Linked DNA regions of Sus scrofa: region 1 is linked to region 2. A link is a contact called in public HiChIP or PLAC-seq data. All regions are on one chromosome and are shown on one strand. The core of a region is the stretch at or near the end of the contact, and the rest is flanking DNA. Distances in the headings are between cores, read along the strand shown. Region 1 holds the start of ADAM8 (disintegrin and metalloproteinase domain-containing protein 8). Region 2 holds the start of FUOM (fucose mutarotase).

Region 1 (3,454 bases), core at 291-2,790, 100 kb after region 2:
ACGTGGACGCTCCGCAGCTGGCCTCCAGCTTTGAGGCCACCATCACCAAGTTCGATAAGAACTTCTCAGCGCACCTGCTCGACCTCCTGGCCCGGCTGAGCATCTACAGCACCAGCGACTGCGAGCACGGCATGGCCAGCGTCATCTCCAGGTGGGCGCCACGGCCCTCGCGTCCACGCCGCTCGCCATGCACCCTCCGTCACCCAGGGCAGGTGTGACTGGGGCCACATCGGCTCGGCTGAGGCCGCTGTCCTTGGCCTCCTTCCTCTGCTGCCACCACTGCTGGTCACTTGCTGGGGGGACAGCACGTGTACACGTGTGTGTGTTCACGTGTGTGCATTCCCAGATGGGTGTGCTCACACACGTGTGTGTGTTCACCAGTGGGCACCGGGTTGCCCCATCAGTCCCCCAGTTTGTCAGTGCCCCCAGGGCCCTGGTCAACTGCACTCAGCGCTGTGCGCCTGAGCCAGGACCCAGGGCACTAGAAGGGCCCTTTGGCCCTGTTTGCAGGTGAGCAATGAGGTGCTGTCCTGGGGGGAGCGGGGGGACAGGAAGTCGCTGGGAGCAGTTGGGGGGGGGTCCGGTCAGCTCATCCGGTCTGCCTTGCTGGGTGCATGGGGCTGGCTGTGCCTCAGACCAGCACCTCGAGCTGCCGTGACTGTCTGGGGTGCACTTCAGCAACCCTGGGAACGGCCAGCATACAGGTCTGATGCGAGCAGGAGTCCGTAGGGTCTGTGTGGAGAGGACGGGGGTGTGGTGGCTACAGACTGGCCAGCAGGGTTTGTGGGTCCCTGCCCCTCAGGGGGTCGTGGTGGTCTTCTCACTTGAGGGGGGCGCCTGGTGGGGAGGGGCAGCCTGGTGGGCCGCCTGAGACTTAGCCAAGCCTCGGGACCACTCTGTGTTGCCCACAGGCGTCTCTGGGTCCTGGGCCAGGGTTGCAGAGCCCCGCCATCCGGCCTGGAGGCGTCCGTCTCAGCTTAGCGTCCTCCTGTGGCCCAGCTCCCATGCCAGCAACGCTGGGGCAGGCGGAACCCAGGGCCCACGGGTGCTGGCCACCTGAGCACCCCGGCGCCTGGGGCAGAGCCGGCCCTTCGCTGTGGGCCGGAAAGGGGGTTGCCAGCACAGCCCCCAGGGGAGCCCCCGCCCCCATATCTGCAAGGACCCCACTTGCTTCCCCACAGGCTTGACTTTAACGGCTTCTACACCGAGCGGCTAGAGCGCTTGTCCGCAGAGAGGAGCCAGAAGGCAGCCCCCCCAGTGCCCGGGCCTCGGGGGCCCCCAGCTCTAGTGCCCAGGGTCGCCGTCACCGCACAGTGAAGCTGCAGGTGGATGAGTTCAGAGGTCTTTCATCAGGAGTTCCTGGAACTCGTGTGCGTGTGTTCTTGTTTAAGCATAAAGTCTAGAAGCATCTGCACTCATCTCCTGTCGTTTCTCAGGGTTCACACACTCAGACCAGACACTTCTGAGTTGAGCAGAGTCACTTTAAAGAATTTTTTTGGCCTCGAGTAAGACACAGTCAAAACACACAGCATCTGAACAACGTGAGCACGGTCTCCGTGGTGCCGCGGGGGCACCGTCGCAGCCTGGTGCCCACCCCTGTCCCTGTGACTGGGGCAGGGCTCCCTGAGGTCAGCAGGAAGCCCTCAAACTGTGGGCCTGGGTTTGGTCTGGGCAGCAGGGGGCAGCAGAGCCCCTGGTCCTGTAGCTGGAGTGGCCTGGCATGTGAGTCACCTCTGAGGATGGATGAGCTGCCTGGGCCAAGGGCTGTGTCCTGTGGGGCCGAGCCTTGTCCAGCCCTCCTGGGGGCGACCTGCCGTGAATACCTTGGTGCTGCTGTGGGCCCTTCCCAGCCAAGCTGCCTCTTTCCGCTGAATTCCACGTGTGCCATTTTCAAGATTGAGTTCTGACCATCCGCTCCAGGAGGCCCCTGGGCAGATGAGGGTTGATGAGGGTGCCCAAGGACAGGGGTGCCCTGTGGAGGGGATGCCCGGAGCTGAGGGGTGGCTGCAAGCCACAAACTGCTTCCTCTCCTCAGCTGCCGTGTGTGCAGGCATGACTTGTGAGTAAGCAGGCTTATCTGCTGACCGAATTGCTGCAGTCCCAGCTTGTGCAACTCGGGAGCTGAGCACAGATGCCCATCTGACCCCAAGTCCCAAAGCCCCGGGCCCCTGTCCTAGGCTTGGGCAGCGGGGTTTTCTGAGGCACCTCCAGGTTGCACGCGGTGACGGTGGGAGGGAGCGGACTGTGGGCATGGGGTGGAGGGTGGGGGTCCTGGCCACCAGTGTGGCGTCCTTGGTGAGCCGAGTGTCCTGGTCTGGGCAGCTCACCGTGGGTGTTTTTGCCCAAATAGGGGCTTGCTGCTTCGGCACTTCTGCTTTCAGGTGGCATATGTGGCACCAGAGAAGAGAAGTGCAGTTGCCAGGAGGGTTTGCGTGGTTTCGTAACACGCAGTTGGGTGTGAGCTCAGGGACAGGAGCTGCCTGCGCCGTCACTGTGGCCTTGGGGCTTGTCACCTGCGCCCGAGATGCCCCAAAGTGTGTGTGGCCCTTCCCGCCTTGTCTTGCTTTTCTGCCATTCACTTTGGGGGAGATGGTGGGCCGTTGCCTGCCTGGTCTGGAGCCCTGTGGGCCCCACGCCCTTTCACCTGCAGCCTGGACATGGCCCAGGGAGCACATCCAGCAGCGAGGCTTGGGCCCCACCAGCCAGTCCAGCTGCAGGAGGCCTGAATCCCAGGTACCAGGCCAGAGTGGCCCGGGTCAGCGTGTCCACCTACCCCTGCGTTAATTCGGTCCGTGCTTATCAAGTTTTGCTGGACCCTGGATAAGGGACAACACTATCCAAGAGCCGCGGGGGACCAGAAATACACCTGGGAGGCGGGGCGGGGCTGGCCCCCAGGTGCCCAGGCCCCGCCCCTCCCAGCGTCCCTGGAGCCGATTGGCGGCGGGCGGGGGGCTGGCCGCCAGGGCGGGGCGCGCGGGAGTGAGTCCCTGAGCCAGTACTGCGCCGCTGGGCGCGGAACTTCCTCCTCGCGCTCACCGTGAACGACCCCAGACCTCCAGATCCCTGGCCTGGACCCTGGAACCTCGGGCCCTGAGCCTGCCAGGCCCCGACCCTCAGGCCACCTCCTCCCTCGTCCACCCCGTGCCATGCGCGGCCTCGAGCTCCCGCTGCTGGCTTCGCTGTGGCTGCAGGGTGAGTGCTGGGTGTCGGGGTCTGGCTCCTCTGGTCCCCTGGCCCCCTGCGCCCCGCACAGGGCTCTGGGCTGGTCTCTTGGAGTCATTGGAGGCAGAGGTGGCCAGTGGCCACTCAGGGGTGAGGCCCTGGAGACAGAAACTTCAAAAGAGAACTGTGGGGGGAAATGGCCACCTGGGCGTTTCCTGGGCGGGGGGGGGGTGCAGGGACAGAGCAGGGGGGACCAGTTGCTTGGGCTCCATCCCAAGGCCTTGGAGCAGCC
Region 2 (3,492 bases), core at 876-3,375:
GCCGTGGCCTGAATGCCTCAGGAGGGCGCCCCTCGTTCTCTTGGGCTTCCTGCCAGTCCCGAGTCTGGGTTTCTGATGTCAGCAATTCACAAAAAAATAGAAGCAGGGAGTTCCCATCGTGGCACAGGGGAAACGAATTCAACTAGGAGCCATGAGGTTGCAGTTTCAATCCCTGGCCTCGCTCAGTGGGTTGGGGATCTGGCGTGGCTGTGGCTCTGGCGTAGGCCAGGAGCAGCAGCTCCGATTAGACCCCTAGCCTGGGAACCTCCACGTGCCAAGGGCATGGCCCTTAAAAAAAAAAAAAAAAAAAAAAAAAAAGTGGAACCAACAAATTACTTAAGTAGAAATTAGTAAAATGAATTGTGCACACATTGCAAAGAGAGTCTGCAAACCAGGAGCCCTCAAACCAAACAGAAACTGAGGCTCAGAGGATGGTGTTATAAGCAGCTTATGTAGTGGGTGGGCAGTGATGATTTCTTATAGTTACAAGATTATTTTCTTATGTGACAGGGACTTGTTTAGTGGTCACCTCATACCAGTTTGGGGAAACTGAGTTTTGTTTTCAGAAGCATAAGCGAGACTTGTTCCAGATCAAGTTGACCTTCCTTATCCTGCAGAGGAAACTGAAGGACGCCCTGCTTGTGTGACTCACTGCTTTTGTCTGCTCGGGGGGATTTTCCCAGTGGCCTTTGGTTTTCACACGAGGGCAGGTGTTCTGAAGGCAGAATCGGCAGGAAGCCCTTTGTGACCCGCCCCAGGAGCCAGGCAGCACCATGTCCAGCATGTTCTGTTGGAAGAGTGACAGAGGTCTACCTGGTTGGAGCAGGGGGCAGAGCCCACCTCTCGGAGCCGTGCCCTTGCCCCGTGGCGTGGCCTGTCCTGCGGCGTAGCAGGGGTCCTGCCATGTGGAGAAAACACCATCACACCTGTCGACTGAAAAAAATGTGCAACCTGAAAGTTGAGAATTAAGCTTTATCTGGTGGACGCGCTGAGGAGTTTAAACGAGATACAGCCTCTCAGTGAGCTCTGAGGGACTGTTTTGCAGACGCAGAGGGGCAGAAGCAGCTAGGCGGGGGTTCCCTGGAGAAAGAGCCACGAATGGCTTTCCTGGTCTGAAAGCCTGTTTCGGCCTAAGCCATTTTTGTGATCGAAGCCTGACTCAGTGCTTGCCCTTGACCAGGTCTCAGTAACTAATGATCTTAAGGGAAGAGAGGAATGCAGGGACAGAAAAAAGGCAGGCAGGCCGCAGTGCAGTGATGCGGCAGGGTCCTGGCTCCTCCTCGGGGCACGCGGAAGAATAGACCTGGAGAGCTGCAGGCGCTAGGGCCCCGGGCCGGTGGAGGGTGGGGTGGTGGGGTGGATCCCCCTGGCTTCAATCGACTGAAGCTCCGGCTCTGTCCACCTCTGGCCCAACTCTAAGCTGCATTCTCCCCTGCTCAGGCCCCTTCATGAATAGGCATGTACCCTTAGCTTAAAACTTCCCTGGCTTGAGTTCCCATTATGGCTCAGAGGAACGAATCTGACTAGTACCCTTAAGGACTAGGGTTCGATCCCTGGCCAAGCTTGTGAGCTGTGGTGTAGGTTGCAGACATGGCTCAGATCCCGAGTTGCTATGGCTGTGGTGTAGGCCAGCAGCTGTAACTCCAATTCCACCTGTAGCCTGGGAACCTCCATACATCTCGGGTGAAGCCCTGAAAAGCAAAAAAAAAAAAAAAAAAGAATTTAGGGCTTTTCTGTGTATGGGGGGGATGCAAGAGCCTGGGTTCTTTGAAATCACTCCTTTGATGTGCACCCCATCAGGGCCAGTGCTGTCTTTCTCCTTTCTCATTCTCCCTCAGGGCCCCCTCAGGGGCAGCTGCAGTGGCTGAAGTCCAGATGGCCTCAACATGCTTTGTGAACTGAAATGGCATTCTTTATCTGTGCGCCAGGCTCAGCCCTGGAGCCTGAGAGGCTGTGGCCTCCCCTTTGGGGCAGCGGCCATCTTCTGCCACCGGAATTGCAGGTGGCAGGACCGGATGGAGAAGCGCGGTGTGGTAGATGGTCCCGGCTTCCGAATCTCCGGGACCAAAGGTCAAGGGGGGAGGAGACTCTGGCCCGCCGAAGGTGCTCCCTCCACAGTGTAGACACCTAGACTTGGGAGTGGGGTGGGAGTCAGCGCGCTGCTGTCCCGGGTTCCCGAGGGGGTCTCGGCAGGCTGGCACCTGAGACAGGGTAGGGGGTGCTCTCCGCACACCCGCTTGGCCTGGAGGTCACACCTGCCTGCCCTCAGGGGTCCTTCGTGTGAACAGTGTTGAGTGCAGGAGAAAAGTCCACCCTGAGCCGCCATCCACGCCACCCGACGGCGCCACGGACCCTGCGTGCGGGGTGGAGGGCGGGTCGGAGGCCCTCACGCAGGGAAGGCGCTGGGGAGGCTTGGAACACAAACACACGTGGACGCCCGAGTCCTGGACCCGGCGAGGGTCCCGAGGCCCCGAAAGGCGGTGCCTGCGGGGCTGGGCTGGCCGTGGGCACCTGCCCAGCGAGACCGCGAGGCCTCAGTGCCGCATCGGGGACCCGCCTCGCGGCTTCCGGCAGCCGGGGCTCCCTTCGGGTCACGCCCATCCCGTCCAGACCCCGCCCCTGTGGACTCGGCCCCGCCCCCTTCCGCCCCGCCTGCCGCTCTTCCACCCGCCGCGAGCATGGTGGCGCTGAAGGGCATCCCCGCGCTGCTGTCCCCGGAGCTGCTCTACGCCCTGGCGCGAATGGGGCACGGAGATGAGATCGGTGAGCGCGGCCAGGGCAGAGCCTTGGGGAGACCCCGGTGCCCAGGATAGAAGTCGGGCGAGGCCCCTGGGGCCCTGCCGTCCCCGGCCCCGCAGGGGTCCAGTCTCACGCTGTGTCCCGTCTGGGAGCGGACTCCTCGCGCCGGGTTAGAGCCGGATCCTGGGTGGGGGCATTGATTTGGCCGCCCCCGCCTTCTTCAGGAAACCGAAGGCTGGGCGGTCACGAGGACGATGGCCCTTGGTCCGGGAGGGGCTGTATCCGGGCAGGTGTGGTTCCTCCTCTAGCCCGGATGTCCGCGGCTTCGGGCGGCCAAGAAGTACACACTCCGCCTCAGGCCCTACGTGCCCTCATGCTCCAGTACCCTCCCCACACGGCCCCGAAGGGCCACAACCGCCTGCGCCAAGGCTGTGCCTAACGTTTGCAGCGGCCTCTCTTCTCCTGGGCCATCAGCCTGGGCCGGGCTGCGTGAGCAGACGCTGGGCAGGCCTCCGGGCAGCTTTCTGGTAACACCTGCAGCTCCTCCTACAGGTGCAGCCCCCCTCCGCTCCCCCACCCCCCGGAGGAGATGGGAGGGGCAGTGGGCGTGGCCTAACGCGCCGGGGCTGCGCGGACCTACCGCGGCCGCTAACGGTGTCTGCCGTTCAGTCCTTGCAGATGTGAACTTCCCCACGTCCTCCGTCTGCAGGTGTGGCCCGGAGGAGATCCGCGCTGACGGTGAGGGCCCCCCCC

Evidence for each region. HiChIP or PLAC-seq counts read pairs in DNA pulled down with a chosen protein or histone mark.
Region 1: a contact with region 2 is called in an H3K27ac HiChIP or PLAC-seq map of alveolar macrophages. The contact joins the promoter of ADAM8 here to the promoter of FUOM in region 2. A contact is called at or near these places in 1 of 47 Hi-C or Micro-C datasets (epiblast stem cells) and 1 of 2 datasets of contacts at active chromatin or transcription factors (alveolar macrophages).

Annotation. Positions count from the first base shown.
Region 1 is chr14:141,231,814-141,235,267 of Sscrofa11.1, reverse strand. It overlaps ADAM8 (disintegrin and metalloproteinase domain-containing protein 8), which reads left to right and starts at 1,540. Exons shown (of 24, transcript XM_021073932.1): 1 at 1,540-3,192. The coding sequence starts at 3,147. TUBGCP2 (gamma-tubulin complex component 2) reads left to right here. Exons shown (of 18, transcript XR_002338877.1): 17 at 1-151; 18 at 1,182-1,414.
Region 2 is chr14:141,335,261-141,338,752 of Sscrofa11.1, reverse strand. It overlaps FUOM (fucose mutarotase), which reads left to right and starts at 2,125. Exons shown (of 6, transcript XM_001927817.6): 1 at 2,125-2,763; 2 at 3,409-3,477. The coding sequence starts at 2,679.